2 separate regions of the Gossypium hirsutum genome follow, and region 1 is linked to region 2. The links are chromatin contacts, called in public Hi-C maps. All regions are on one chromosome and are shown on one strand. The core of a region is the stretch at or near the end of the contact, and the rest is flanking DNA. Distances in the headings are between cores, read along the strand shown. Region 1 holds the start of LOC107954417 (endoribonuclease Dicer homolog 1). Region 2 holds the start of LOC107954416 (B3 domain-containing transcription factor NGA1).

What was found. Hi-C and Micro-C count contacts between places; a contact is called where the count stands out from the background.
Region 1: a Hi-C map of leaf shows a contact between it and region 2, with 2.3 times the contacts expected there. The contact joins the promoter of LOC107954417 here to the promoter of LOC107954416 in region 2. A contact is called at or near these places in 5 of 34 Hi-C or Micro-C datasets (hypocotyl, leaf, petal and 1 more).

What each region holds. Positions count from the first base shown.
Region 1 is chrD07:21,954,687-21,962,368 of Gossypium_hirsutum_v2.1, reverse strand. It overlaps LOC107954417 (endoribonuclease Dicer homolog 1), which reads right to left and starts at 5,670. Exons shown (of 21, transcript XM_016889963.2): 1 at 5,428-5,670; 2 at 3,826-5,348; 3 at 3,614-3,727; 4 at 2,653-2,863; 5 at 2,116-2,510; 6 at 1,780-2,011; 7 at 1,328-1,500; 8 at 1,108-1,230; 9 at 850-1,010; 10 at 536-769; 11 at 295-445; 12 at 24-206. The coding sequence starts at 4,896.
Region 2 is chrD07:21,763,020-21,770,590 of Gossypium_hirsutum_v2.1, reverse strand. LOC107954416 (B3 domain-containing transcription factor NGA1) reads left to right here and starts at 4,414. Exons shown (of 4, transcript XR_005915789.1): 1 at 4,414-6,034; 2 at 6,643-6,684; 3 at 6,820-6,936; 4 at 7,122-7,571.

The DNA of each region.
Region 1 (7,682 bases), core at 4,421-6,920, 190 kb before region 2:
ACATATCCACAGAGGGGCCTAACCTGGAGTATATCTGCTACACCTTCTGGATAGAATTCTCTATGCCTAGCAGTTCCAGGAAGTGGGTCTCCTTCATCATTCTGGTCAACCTTCTCTGCTTCTTCCCCGCTTCCTTTGTCGGGCAAGAGCATATCAGTAAATGCTCCCATCTCATGGAGCTTCTTGCAAGCAGCCAAACATACAGCCTACATGTTACATGTGTTATGGACATCAGAAATACTCTGAATATAAATTTGATAAACAAGTAAATGGTGACAAGACAGCATAGCATGCCTGCTGGGCAAGACGCATAGAACTGCACATGGGACCCTCGAGCTCTTCAAATGGTGCATTACAGGGAAGCTGAAGCTTGCAAGAATATTCAGTTGGACCCCCTGGCTTCTCATGCTTCTTCATAATAAACTCGGGACGAAGTATTGAATATCTAAAAGCCAAAAGCAATGCCACCTAAGTAAAAGAAAGAACCACAATAGAAACGAAAACAAATGTCTCTATCTTATAAGGAGTACAAGACCTGTCACTAGGAAGCTGAGAGCAGTAAAAATGGACGAGTCCAACAGCAGAATTCAAGCTAACAATGGCACCAGTTGATTCAACCTGGTACACAGTACCTGGTACCATATCCACCGAAATCAACCTCGAAGTATCCTTCAAATGACTAAGGTCGGTTCTCTCAATTGCTTCTTTCCGCAAGGTCTCCTCACTATTCCTCGCATTCCTTAGGAATGTAGCATGCGATAAATTTCCTCTGTAAACAGCATGAAAGTTAGTTTGTCTGGATCAGTTTTTGTAGAAAGAAAATGATTAAAGACCAAACACAACAAGTACCTCTCAACCATCAAGATGTAATCTGACCCAGGCTTCCTTGCACGACCTCTAGACTGAATGTATGCCAAAACAGTTTTTGCAAGATCAAAACGAATGACAACATTGCATTGCCGAATATCCAATCCTTCCTCAGCAACACTAGTTGCAACTAACAATGTCACCTACAATAGAAAGTAAAAAGCATTTATCAAATGTCTATATTTGCATGATTCAGATCTTTCATCAGCTGAAGAGAGGAAGCATGGAATATGAACATACACGACCATCACGGAATTTAGCAATTGTATCCTGCATTTGTCCGGTCCGCATTTCTTGACTATTGTTGTGCCCAATTAAACTTGCACACCTGATGAAACTCAGAGACGGAAGCTCTGCAAAAACCTGTCCATTCAAAAAGAAGTAAAAATAGCATTCCTAGGAAACAGCAAGGGGGTGAAATCTATCATTGAATATGATTAAAGCAAGACAATGGTTCTACCTTAGGAAGAACTAAAGCAGCCACAACTCGCTCAACAAAGATGATTGCTCGAAAATCCTCTGTGTGCTGATACTTCAGAAGTATTTTAATCAATGACTGTACTTTCGGGGTCACTTTTCCATCTGCTACAGCCGCTCCAATGATCACATCCACATGCTCTCCACCAGAGACAACTATGACAAAACGGCACATGAGTTGAGAATACACACCAAAATGTTTTTAAAATATCTTTTGTTTAGAAACATCTACAATGATAAGAATTTTCCTTAAAATGGATGACAAGAAACGCAACACAAGCAAGTAAACAATGCATGTTTTGTTCTACTTAACGTTATCACACGTATACATTCAAAACCTGAGGATATCCTTTTCAATTATATGTCAGTCTCAAAATGTGCTGGCAAAAAAAAAAAGAAGTAAAAGAAAGGTAGAAAATTAAATAAAAGACACACCATGACTGTCAGGGAGCTCTCCTTCCTCAATCTCATCAGTATTGGTCCCATCTTGAGCATTACAGTTCTCTGCTTCTGCATTGTTCATGTCTTTTTCAGTAACAGCTCCCTCTGATAATTGGCATTGTAAGAGAGAAACAACTTTGTTTAGGTAAGATTCTTGAAACTTGACATCAAGCTGGTAGTTTGCCCTCTCATCATTTTGCAAAGCTGTCAGAAAAGATTGTGCAACCTGAAAAAGAAAGGAAATGAAAGGAAACAACCAAGATCATTTCTGCACAACCAAGAAAATAAGAAAAAGTTGTGGTAACCTTAATTACTTAACACATATGATACCTTATAAGCACACCATTGGCCCAGTTCACCCAGTGCATAATTAACAGCCCTCAACTTTTGTATCAAATTAGCAGCTCCATCACTTTCTGTTCTTTCAGATACACCATAAACTTGGTGAAGCTCTTCCTTGGCTCCTGCATCTCTAGCTCCCATGAACTGCCATTTACTTCTTCTAGAGCTTGATTGTGCAGCTTCTTCAACTGTTGCTTCCATTTGTTTTATTTGTTCATGGAGGGACCATAAACTGGCTGCTTTGTCATACTCTACCACAACTTCTGAAGGCATTGGCACATGTTTCTCGAGTTCCTTGCGGTCTTTGATGGTACAGACTACAGAATCCAGTTTGCTTTCTAGATTACGAATTTTTATAGCACAATCAACTTGACTTGAAACACCTGAATATAACATTTCAAAATATGAGTTAAAGGGGGAAACTTTCTTATAATCAAGTGAAAGAAAATTTTGAAAGAGAGACCGCCCTTGGTCTCAAACAGAGATAAATCTGAAGAAGACAACTACCAGAAAACAAAAATATACCCTTCAAGTTAACAGGAGAAGCGGTCATTCCAAAAACAGAAGGTCTCTTCTCCTTTGGTGTTGTATGATAGAATTCAGACATAACCAGTGAATACGGATGTTTCTTCACAGCATGATGACACTCGTCCAGGATAAGGAGATTGATTGATTCCATTTTAATTATGCTGTGTCTCAAAATATTCAGCAGAATTTGAGCTGTCATAACCAAAACCTGCAAGAAAGACATCAAATGAGCGAATCTTATGGACATATAGACAAGAGTCATATATGCAAATGAACAGCTACCAAAGACTCAAAAAGATACAACCATTTGAGGATATCTATGCTAGACAGCCTACTAAAGATTGTTCAATTACATACAGATAGACAAGAATTTATCAGCTCATAATACCTTGTTAAAAGAGTAAAAAAGAAATAAAGGGTGCTGAATGTGATAAAGGTATACCAATATTAATAGCTCCACTCAGTTCCGACTCTATAGATTAGGCATATAAGGATCTTGCTAATGGTCGAGAACCATATTTCAATTTAAAGCTTTGTTATGCTTTCCCTCTTTTCCTTTTAGGACATGACAAAGGGTGGATCACTGATATTTCAACTAAATCCCAGTTCTGGCAAGTAGACATTTAAGGATCTTGCTAGAATTTGAAAGCTATATCAACATCATCCCGTTCCTTCAACAAAATTGAGCAAAAGGACATTGGTTCAAAAATCTATCCTAAGTAATTTACGAGCAAACTAACTAGGTAAAGCTGAGTTTACTAAAAGTGTTACCAAAGACTGGATACAGAAACACTTTTGTATCGCTCATTATAATGTCATATCTTAAAATTACTAAAGTACCGTACCGCATTGTGCTTTAGTGCCGACTAGCATTACAATAAGGAAATTACTTGGAACATTAGAAAAGCTCAAATGACAGTAAAGCAGGAATTTTCACAAAAGGAAATTGAGAAGCTACCTGTTTTGATTCAAACTCGCGCTGCCACCTACGAGCATCCCAAAAATCTTGACCCATCTCCCCACAATAATGACCGACTTGGAAACCAGTTCTCTCGCGAATAACTTCAGCTTGCTGAAAATGGAAAATAAAAAATAATAATAAACTGAACCTGGAAACAACAGAACCAATCAAATCTTAAAAGAACACTGACATTCTATAAATTTGACTACCTGATAAACTAGTGGAACTTTAGGAACCAAAAAGACAGAGAGCATTTTTCTGTTGTGCTTTTGTAAATCATCAGAAATACTTTTCATGAGGAGAACAGCAATGAGGGTCTTCCCTGCCCCGGTTTCAAGGAATGCAATTGTGTTTTTCCTTTTTGCCTGCTCAAGAACATCCAATTGATATTGACGAGCTTGCTCCTCCAAGAGTTTTTCCTTCGGCTGCTCAACTTTCTTCTCCATCTTTCCATTGCACTCGGGAGTTTTGTCATTAGCCACCTTCCCTTCTCTTTGCCGATCTGCTTCCCAAGTACCCAGCCTAAAAACCATCTCATTGGACCCTGACCGATCCCTCTCCCAATAACCCCTTGGTTCTCTCTCTCTCCCATCCCTCCTATTGCCACCATAATAATGTTCTCTTCTCCTAACATGCTCTCTATCTCTCCGATCAATTTCATCCCAATCTCGAACCCTTTTCCTAGCAGAACATCTCTCCCTATCCCGGGGATAATATTGACCTCTACTAGAATACTGCCTATCACTCTTGCAGCCATTCGCACGAGCCCTCTTGCTACACCTCTCTTCACTATCTAAACCCCTATCTCTCGACTCGGATGACCTTTTATCGTCTCGATGAACTCCATTATCCTTATTAGAATAATCAAATAAACTGGAATTACTATCATCGCAGCTTTTTTCCTGCCCTTTGCTTCCAATCTTTTTTTCAACTCCATTAGATGGCGGAACTGAGTTGTCAGGTAAATCCTTGGAAACCCCAGAGAGCTCATTGGGAGACCATCCATCTCCAGCAACGGGGTCGTGAATTCCATTTCCATTGACGACAGAGCTATCACCGTTACTTCCCACCGGAGGAAGTCCCGCGCCGTTCTTGAAGCTATCGAGAATGTGATCAATTCCTCCAAAGAAATCTTGATTGGAAGTATTGTCAACGGAGTCTTGAACTATAGGAGCATCGAAATCAACAAAATCGCTAATCAAGTCGCATGATATGTCCTCACAAGCATCCAGCCAGTAAGATGACCCATTGCCACCAGAAACCCTACCTTCTTCCTCCATCAATAAATTGCCCAGAACTCGGATATCCCACTTAAAAAAAACAAAAAAAGGGAAAAGAACCAAGAGCAAGAAGAATTATAAAAAAAAACCCAGAAAGAAGAGCAAGAAAGCAATAGTTTTTATAAAGATTCAGAAAAAAAAACAGAGAGAAGAAAAAAGAGTGAGTGAAGACACAGATTAAGAGTAGATAGACCGCAGGAAACACGCAAGAAGTGTAGTTAAGGAAGGGGATTCATTTAAAAAAGTGAAACAGAAAATTGAAGGGGAAAAAAAACATAAAACCCCACCAAAACTTTTATGTGTGATTCTTAGATTCTACGGTCTATCAACGCCTATTCTGTTATCTTCCGTTTCTCTTTTATTTGACTCCCTTCAAGCGTGCGCCTTTCTCAGTTTTTTGCTTTCCTCCCCCACTCTTTCTTTGATTCTTCTGGGTTTTAGCTCTGTTTTCTCTACGAAAGAGAGATGGAGAAACAAAATTAAAATAATAAAATAATAATAAAACCCAAAACTATGGGTTTCTTTCCTTACAATTTACAAAGAAACTTCTGTGACTGGAGGCGGTTCTGTTTTTCCTTATAACTTTCCGAACTCGAAAGTACAGAGAAACAGTGCTTCAACCAATATGATAACGCCACGTTTGACCCAACAAGGGTTCCCGGATTACGTGGTGATTTGTGAGTGGATGGTAGGATAGGGTTTTATTGGAACTACGCTCTTCACTGTTCAGTTGCGTTACCGTAGGGAGCGGGGAGATGTTAAGTGTTCTCTTTTTTGCTACCAAGGACATGAGAACAGCAACGCATATGGAAAAGAACAGACACGTGTCAAACAGTTGGAGTCCACTGGTAGAATCCCAGCAAAAAAGAAAGCTTCTGCGAAGGTCAAAGATGATGGAACATTCTCAGCCGTTTGATTTATTCTTCATAAAGAAAAAATAATTATAACAGGGGAATAGAATAATTATTCCCCTTAGATCAGGCTGAATATTTTTTTATCCTATGAGACCAGAAACTTTGCCTTTGGTGGGTTGGACACAGTGAAAACCAATTGGCCTTTGGTGTAGTGATTGGGTGAATTTTGTTTTGGGCGGCTCCACTTTTTCTTCTTCTCATTACAATTAAATGTTTGCATTTATTTCTCACACATTCCATATGAGAAAATCTTGTGATTTTGGGAGAAACGAAAATATCTTACATTTGAGGATAGGAATGTTTGTTAAGGTTATTTGGGTATTCTATCTCTATTAACAGTTCCATTATAGGAATATGTTCCTTCCGTTAAATTTATTAATCAACTTTTTTTATATTTATTGATTACATATTAAATTAATACTAATTAGTTTACATACCAAAAACAAGATTTTAATAAAATTGTTTTTGTTACATAAAAAAGTTTGTGATTTAAGGAATAAAGTAAGAGATTGTTTTAAATTGAAACTTATTAAATATCAATAAAAGCATGAATCAAAATGGAATCAAAATATCTAATCTTTAACATTATCATTTTGATGGAAGAATAATAATTTTATTATTAATTTCTTAACCAAATATTTAATGTAATAATTATATTATTAATTCCTTTTTTTCTAATTATAAAAGTTTCATTAAAAGGATGTGTACAGCTGTGCATCATTCACACCTGCACATTTCAGTAGAAAACCAATAGACTAAATACCCCCTTCTCCAAAAGCTATAAAAGGAAATCCCCTCACATGCAAAATAGTGAAAATCCAAATAAAATAATGCCGGCTAAGTTCAATATAGTTCCATCGGAGTGCAGCCAACAGCGTCCCATGAGCTAATACTCCCACTTCACCCCTCATCTCAACCTAATCCTGCATCTAGTCTAATGAGTTAGTCTATCATCGATCCGCCACTCAAATCTCAGGTACCTTTGCCAGAGCCGCCTCCACCCAAAATAAGCTTTCTTCCCTGTCAAACGCTTCCTTAGCCAGCTGGTGCGCCGCCCGATTACCATCCCTTAAAGTATGTTTGACTTTACAAACTAAGAATTGGGAGTTGAGAGACCTTGTATCATTAATATAAGCAGTTACACTAGAATGATCCACGCTGTTAGATATCCATTTGATTACCATCCGAGAGTCACCCTCCAAGCCCAAGCGCTGAAACCCCATATCTTTTGCAAATTGCAGGGCCTTCACACATGCAATGGCTTCAACGGCAAAGACAAGGGGAACGAAGCAACTTGTATGAACAAAAGCTCTCAAAATCATTCCACTATTTTCTCCCGCAATCACCTTTGTGCTGGATGTATTAGAAGCGGCTCTGAAGCCCACATCAAAGTTCACCTTGACCATATTAACCTCAGGTGGCTCTCATTCGTTTGTATAACCATCTCGTGGCTCAGGTATGGCTCTTACAACACTTTTTGTCTCAGTAATATAGGACCGAATAAACCCCGAAATTCCATGAATTGTCTCTTTCTTTCGTTCATGCACCCATTTGTTCCTTGCAGGCCACAGAGCCCAGTAAATAGTGATAATCGTTTTGCATTCATTCATATTACTTTGTTTCACTAAGCGAGCTAATTGGTCATGAAAATCCACACTTTATTACGAGGTATACTAGACAATGTTGAACGCTACCCTGACCCTTCTTGCTAGATCACAACTTGTTATCGCATGCACTATTGTTTCCATCGCAGCATTACAAAATGGGCAGATGAGGGAAGTTTCCACACATCTATTGTATAAATTACACATTGTAGGCACAAATTCTTAAAAAGTCTCCACAACATAATTTTCAGTTCCAACGGACACGGAA
Region 2 (7,571 bases), core at 3,165-5,664:
TTGATTTATATACTAAATTGCAAGCTAAAAATCAATGAATTTATGAGGTATATAATATATTAATTAGAATAGAAGCAGGCAATCCAAACATGGTTTTATAAAAAAATAAAGAGATTTCTTCCCTCGTCGGATGAAGTAATAATTAAACATTTAATTATTTATTTAGGCACAATATTATCTAAAGCACGCTCTTCCCTTATTATTTGAAACATCCCTAAAATTCCAATAATAGCATAAAAAGGTGATCATTATTTGTGCATTCTTGTATAAGCCTAAAAATCACAATACCAATATATCATTAATAATTAGTAATAATTCAAGGAATTAAAATGAAATTAATGTAACGTAATTTAAACTTACTATTGAGTTCTTTTTTGACATTGGCTTATTGAAAACTTAATTTTCAAATAAAAAATTAAAGTTTATATTCGAGCCAAAGCCACATTTTCAAATAGTAAAATTAAAAAAACCTTGCGAAAATCATGACCATGAAAAAAGTTTATTAAAATCGCAAATTTCAAAATAAAAGGTATAACAACAGGTAATATTTATAGAGTTACTGGTGGGTAATTAAAATTTATAAATAATTATGATTATCATAAATCTATTAAAATTATTATTATCTCTTAAAAATATTATTATATCTTAGATTTTAATGGATTATTAAAAACTATAAAAAAATAGAAAAAAATAGAGCTTCTTTATTTATATTATATACATATGATAACTAAACTTTTTAGTTTTAATCTAAATAACATTAAATGGATAATAAAAATTTATAGAAATTATCTTTGAAAAAACTATAAAAAGGTAAATATAAAAAATACTGATGCATCACTTGTTGTAATATTATGCATATGTACTTTGTTATATTATATATACTAGATTTGTATCCTGTGCGATACACGGATTGCACGTGCGTTTTATAAAATTATTATTGTTAGATAAAAATAAAAAATATTTAATAATCACAATCACAAAAAAAAATGCTTTAAACTCATGTAAATTATTCAAAATTTGATAGTTATTTTTTATTTAGCTGTTTAAAATTTTTTATTAAAAAATTATAAATAATATTTTAATAAAACTTGTAAAATTATTTTAAAATAATGTTTCAAATTTCTGAAACTTTTAAAATGCACAAAATGTTTTATAAATTGTTTTTATTGTATTCAAAACTGTTTCTTTATTTTTTCTTGAGCCTTAAATATAAAATAGTTTAAGAAATTTTAAAATCATATTTTAAATTTTAAAAATATTTTTAAAAAAAACGTATAGAGAAACCTTATTTTAGATTATTTTTAAAAAAATATTATATGTTTGAAAATATAAAATTCATAAAAATTACAAATTACAAGTACTAAAAAATCTAACATTAATTAGTTTACTTTTAAAAAAATCTAACACTGTTGGTTGAAAGTTACATACGTGAGCATTAGCACACTTAGAAAACGTGGTAGCTGGTGAGTTTTGATAAATTAATATTTATAATTGAATAATAATGCTAAATTAATAAATAAAACATGAAATGATGAATTCAACAACAGTTAAATTTAAATTGATCAATTTTTATTTTAAAATTATTTAGTATTATTATTTATATTTTTTGTTTAGAAATTTTGAGATTGAGAGTAAAAGAATTACTAAAATTATGGGTTAATGACATAAAAAATATGGTGGGAATAATGTATAAAATAAAAGGTATGATTGGACATGTGAACTAAGTCAACCACTTCAAAATTTACATAAATATCCAAGTTGTAGCATTAGCTTTAGTTTTAGATGGTACATACTTTAACACCCTACAGCTTATATAATAGTTGACGCATTAATAGTATCAAACAACATTTAAATATTTAGCATTAGTACACAATGTATAGTTGCAGTATGGTCCAAATCCTCCTTTTTTCAATTGAAATGCTTAAATGCATTTGCCGTCTTAGATGGAGACAGAGGCAGGTTTAAAAAAACAAAAAACACAAAATCAAAAGTTTACGAACAATTTGCATGCATATAAGAGAAATGTTTACACATGGTAATATCATTACCTGAAATAAATAAATAAATATTATATTTACCTTTGTCCCACTGAATGTAATAAACTTTGTTCATATTTTAAAATTGTAACAATTAATTAATTTTTATCTATATTATGTAATTTTACTATTTGTTAAATTTACTTATATGAGGAGTTACGTTCTTTTTGAATAGTATACGTCGCACTTCTTTTTAATAAAATATACGATAATTTATTTTTGAATAATATGTATCTGTATTATTTATTTAATTATCTTTAAAAAATTATATAAATTAAATGCAAAAAACAGATGCCACTTGTTGTATTTAGCATATATATATAATTTGGACCATATAGATTTTAATATATTTATGTTAGATTAATCTATCTATTAATTGAAGAATGAGAGATAGAATAAGGATGATATTGATATTTAGGCATGGTTTGATTATCCATTAAAAAAATCAAATAATCAAAAATTAATATCTTTAGTGGTTTAATTTTTCTTTTAAATACATCCCTAATAAATAGAATTTTTTAATGAAAATGTGAAAAATGATAGGCAGATAAGGAGCTAATATTTCATTTTTTAACATTACCCTTTAATTATTTTACCTTTAAAATTACATTCATCCAACAAGCTAATCATATTCGGTGCTTGATTTTAAAAAAAAAAGTTTATCTAACATTTTTTACAAATTAAACGCAATACTTAATTTTTTGACATTTAAATTTTTTAGTTCTATTAAACAACATCTTATTAAAGCTTAAAATATCACAAAATTAAAGGACATTTAGTGCATAATGTCTACATTTTCTAACAATTTGGTCATTAATATTTTTTAAGTTAAATTTCACCGACCTTTGAAGAAGAGTTAACTTACTTTTCTTTCACAAAAATACTAATTAAAACATTAATTTTTTTAACAACGTAGGAATGGCAACCTACATGACGCTATTGTCTTATATGTTAGATCAACAGATAATTTAAAAATTAAAAAATATTAAAAAATAAAAATAAAAATCTCATAAAAATTCAAAAGAAAAAGCATGAAGTAAATGTGGATTATAATGTTGGTTGCCATTTTTAAAAATTTAACATTTTAATTTGTATTCCTATTATAAGAATATGAATTTGACTCTTTTCAAAAGATTGATAGTTACAATTAATTTTTTAAAAAAGGTTAAAACTAAAATTAGTTAAAAAAAGAATAAAAACTAAATTAACAATATATATATATATATATATATAAACGTTAAACGTAATATCATTAATAAATATACAAGGGTAAGTGAATTGGGTTGGATTCGATCCTAAATTTGATATTCCAAAAGAAAAGTTTATGGTTGTAGGCAAGATATTTGTAATTGATAAGTATAAAAATTGAATGTAAACATGGTGGTAAAACTGTTTTTCCCCTTCCTTTTGCAGGAGCAGCAGCAGCACACAATGAATGACCAAAAGTCAAAAACTTATTGATACCTAACTCAAACATGCTCTCTTTCTAACTGGCTGGGATGATATTATTTAAAAGTAAACAATGCCAAACAGCATCCACAATAATAAGTCATAATAATGACGGATCAAATGGGAAATGACATTCCTAGGCTAACTTTTATCATTACAATCCTGATTTTGAGACTTAAAAAAATATCATCACACCAACTGGTGATTTGGGTCATTTTGCAGAGAGGATAATGGAAAAAATATAAAACCAAAATTTATGAAAAGTACAAGCTCACATGAGTCGAACCTTATCATTCATGGGCCCCCTGCCTTTGCAGTATGTATTTACCCCAAATCTCTTTTAATATTACTATTGTTGTGCAACTGTAATCAAACTCTTGCCTTAAAACCTCAATCCTTGGCGCATCTAAAATTTCACATTTTTGCTTTCTTTTTAGTTTAATAATTAAACTTTAATTGCTAATACCATGCAACTATAAACTCAAATTCCTTTATTTGCTTATTTCAATTTACAACACAGACAAATAAAATATCAAAATTGAATTATAAATTCTTACATTTTATAATTTTTAAATAAAATCATTTTGGGAACAATCCCTTTGCCTACCCTTTACATCTGATCAAATCTTTCTTATTTTAAGAATGTTAGATGATTCAGTTATTAGATCAGCAAAGTAAAATTTTAAACTTTAGATGTGAACTCAAGTTCATAATTTAACAAAATTATTTGATGATGAAGCCCGCATAAAAAAAAAAACCCCCCTTAATTTCAATATGAAAATAATATGTATGTGAAGTAATTCCATGTAATCATTGTACTACGCTCTCTTTTAATACGGTAATAATTTAATTTACTAGTTACTACACTCTCTTTTATGAACCAAAAACGGAAATAGAAATAGGGAAATGTGGTAAATATTTACATAAAATGAAGCTTAGGGGGAGTCAGCAAAAGAAAAAAGAAGAAAAAAAAAGCTTAGGTCAACCACGAGCACACAACTCTTTGCTGTTGATTCTCCCATGGCTTTAATTTGTCTCGCTAGGGTTCTTTTTTTCTTTCAGTGTGGGTGTGTTTTGTTTCTGGGTCAAAGATGAAGGCACCGACCCTCGGTTGTTTTTTGTACTGAGAGGACCTGTCTTTTGCTTCCTTCGGTCTTCAAGGATTTAGAAGAAAGAAAATCATACCTTCCAAGAAATCAGTATTTGTAAGCCAGGTCTTGTTTTAGTTTTATTTCCTTTAGACCCACCTTTTGGCTTTCTAATTTTCTTTTCTTTTCCTTTCCTTTCCTGCCCAACCACCATTTTGCAATCAAGCTTATGGTTCATATCATCTGGTTCTAGTGTGATTAAAAGAAGAAGAAGAAAAAAAAAGGTAAATTTTGGTGGTGGATGTGGGTCATCATTATGAACTTGGGTATTCTAATAATTAAGGAGAGGAAGTGATAAGAGAAATTCCCAGCAAGTTGCCAGTTTCATCCTCTTCTTCTGCTATCAATTTGTGACAAGGAACTTGAGATGATGGACTTGTCACTTGGGAGCTGCAATAACATTGAAGAATCAAATACTGGAAGTAGTAGGTGTATTGAGAAAGAATATATGTTTGATAAAGTTGTAACACCAAGTGATGTAGGCAAGCTGAACCGCCTGGTAATACCGAAGCAACATGCGGAGAAGTACTTCCCTCTCGACTCTTCATCGAATGAGAAAGGGTTGTTGTTGAATTTTGAAGATCGGAACGGCAAGTCTTGGCGGTTCCGGTACTCATACTGGAATAGCAGCCAGAGTTATGTGATGACCAAAGGCTGGAGCCGTTTCGTCAAGGAGAAGAAGCTTGATGCGGGTGACATCGTGTCGTTTCAACGGGGTGTTGGGGAGTCCGGGAAACACCGGTTGTACATTGATTGGAGGCGGAGGCCTAATGCACCCAATCCAACGTCCTTTGCACATTTTCAGATGCAAAATCAGTTCAACTTTCCTCAGTCAGTCCGATGGGGGGGTGGAATCTACTCGCTGCCTCAAAGCTATGAGCCTTTGCATCGCTTGAATTACAGCATATATCCTTATAACCATCATCATCAACGACAGCAGCATCAACAGCTACAGCAGCAGCAGCATCAGGCAATTACTTACGGTAATGTGGCGCAGTCGCAGTACTATCTGAGGTCATCATCATCTGGGTCATACCATCATCATCATCACCACCAACCTCAGCAAATTGGGGCAATGCAAGAAGGAAGAGTGGAGCCAATGGTGATCGAGTCAGTACCAGTTGTTCAGGGTAATAAAACGGCGGCTAAAAGACTAAGGTTGTTTGGGGTGAACATGGAGTGTCCTACTCCTACAACAGATGAATCTTCCTCGAGTTCTCCTCATGCCACAATAGTTTCTGATCATGATTCTCCTTATTTCCCTTCCTCTTCTCTCCAATCAAGATTGTCCAATAATAACACCCCATTCCCACTCTCCAGAATGCAAGCTGAATATTCAAAGAAGGGAAAATCTTCCTTGTCCTTTGATTTGGATCTATGATCGATGATGAGCAAATCACAGTGAGTGAAGGGTTCCATTTTCTCTTTTTTTCTTGCTTTGCCATCAAACTTGCGACAGGCAGTACTGGATTTAGGAAAGAGGGTTGAAAAGATATTGAAGATAAGTTTTTTTTTAGCAATCCAAGTTCTTTTTTTTTCTTTTTAAATATTGTGTTAGTACATGAGTTAGTTGAGGTTTGGGATCTGTGAAGAGCTAAAGATGAAAGGTGCAAAATATGGAGTTGAAAATTGTGTATAACACCTATACAGATATATCAGCATATTCCCAACTTGTTTATTATTTTATATTTTTCCATTACTAGGCCCTGGCCTTTCCAATCTGCATCCCCGGATTTGCCCCAGTTTGTTTGATATATATATATACACTTATATATGTATATATTATTTGTTGCTCTCTTGTTTAGTTATCTTATGATCATCTGTATACTCTCTCTCCCTTCCTTAACCCTGACTGGTAATGCCTTGTAGATGTTGTATGTGTATATATATAGCCTTAAAAAAAGAACTTTATTTAATTTCCATTTTCTCCTATCTCTTTCGTTACTCCATGTTAGGCTAATAGTATGTATATTTACTTGGCTTGTTGCTGCTGAACAACTAAGGTGCAGGCATTGCAGGTAATGCACAGAAAAGTTGCAGCACTGGAAAAGGTATTATCTGTATTCTTATTGATAATTTTTGAAAATTTTCCTACATATATATGTATATCACCACACTTCCCATTTGTTTGCCAGTTAGAAATTTCCTTGACTTCTTGGTAATTCGTGTATACCTTCCCTTTACAGCCATGATCAGATGATCTTGTCTGGACTGCTACACACAAAAAAGTTCTCTTGTGTTAAAAGAGGGTTCAGATTCCCCCAACTGATGGGTCTATTGAGACTGGACTTCATCCAATACTTGTAAGATTTCATATTATATAATATATATATTGGCATCAAATATTGTCAGTGCATTTAATACGGTATTAATTAAAGCTCCAGGCTAAAGAGCCTTTATGTATGGTTAAATTACTTATATGGGAACGCAATCTTTTACATAGGTTCTTATTGGTAAAATTCCCATTTTAACTAGTACATAATTACAGATTTCCCCAGAAATGAGGGACGAGAAAACATTGATTTGCAGCATCAGGTACTCCAGGTTACTAGGAAATTTTAATTAACATAGTAATATGACATTAAGAGTGGGTTTAGATAGGCGTTACATTTACTTGCGATTAGTGTAAAAATAGCTGTGGTAATAAAATTAGATACTATAGCGTAAGACAAAAAGTAAGTTAAACACACAGCGCTGCTGGTCTAAACCCACCCTAAATATAGCTCTTCAAAGGCTAAATATACATTTGGGATGATTGTATCAGCATTTTTAAGCATTCAGACCCACAAGTAACACTTGGAGAATAACTGATTATGTAGCTATATAATATACGCATGCTGAATTGGTAATTGGTATGTACTGAGTGATACGGCTTCAGAATTGACTAAACAGTAGTAAAGCATTAAAATGCACTGAATTCAGCCTCGTCCTTCTATAG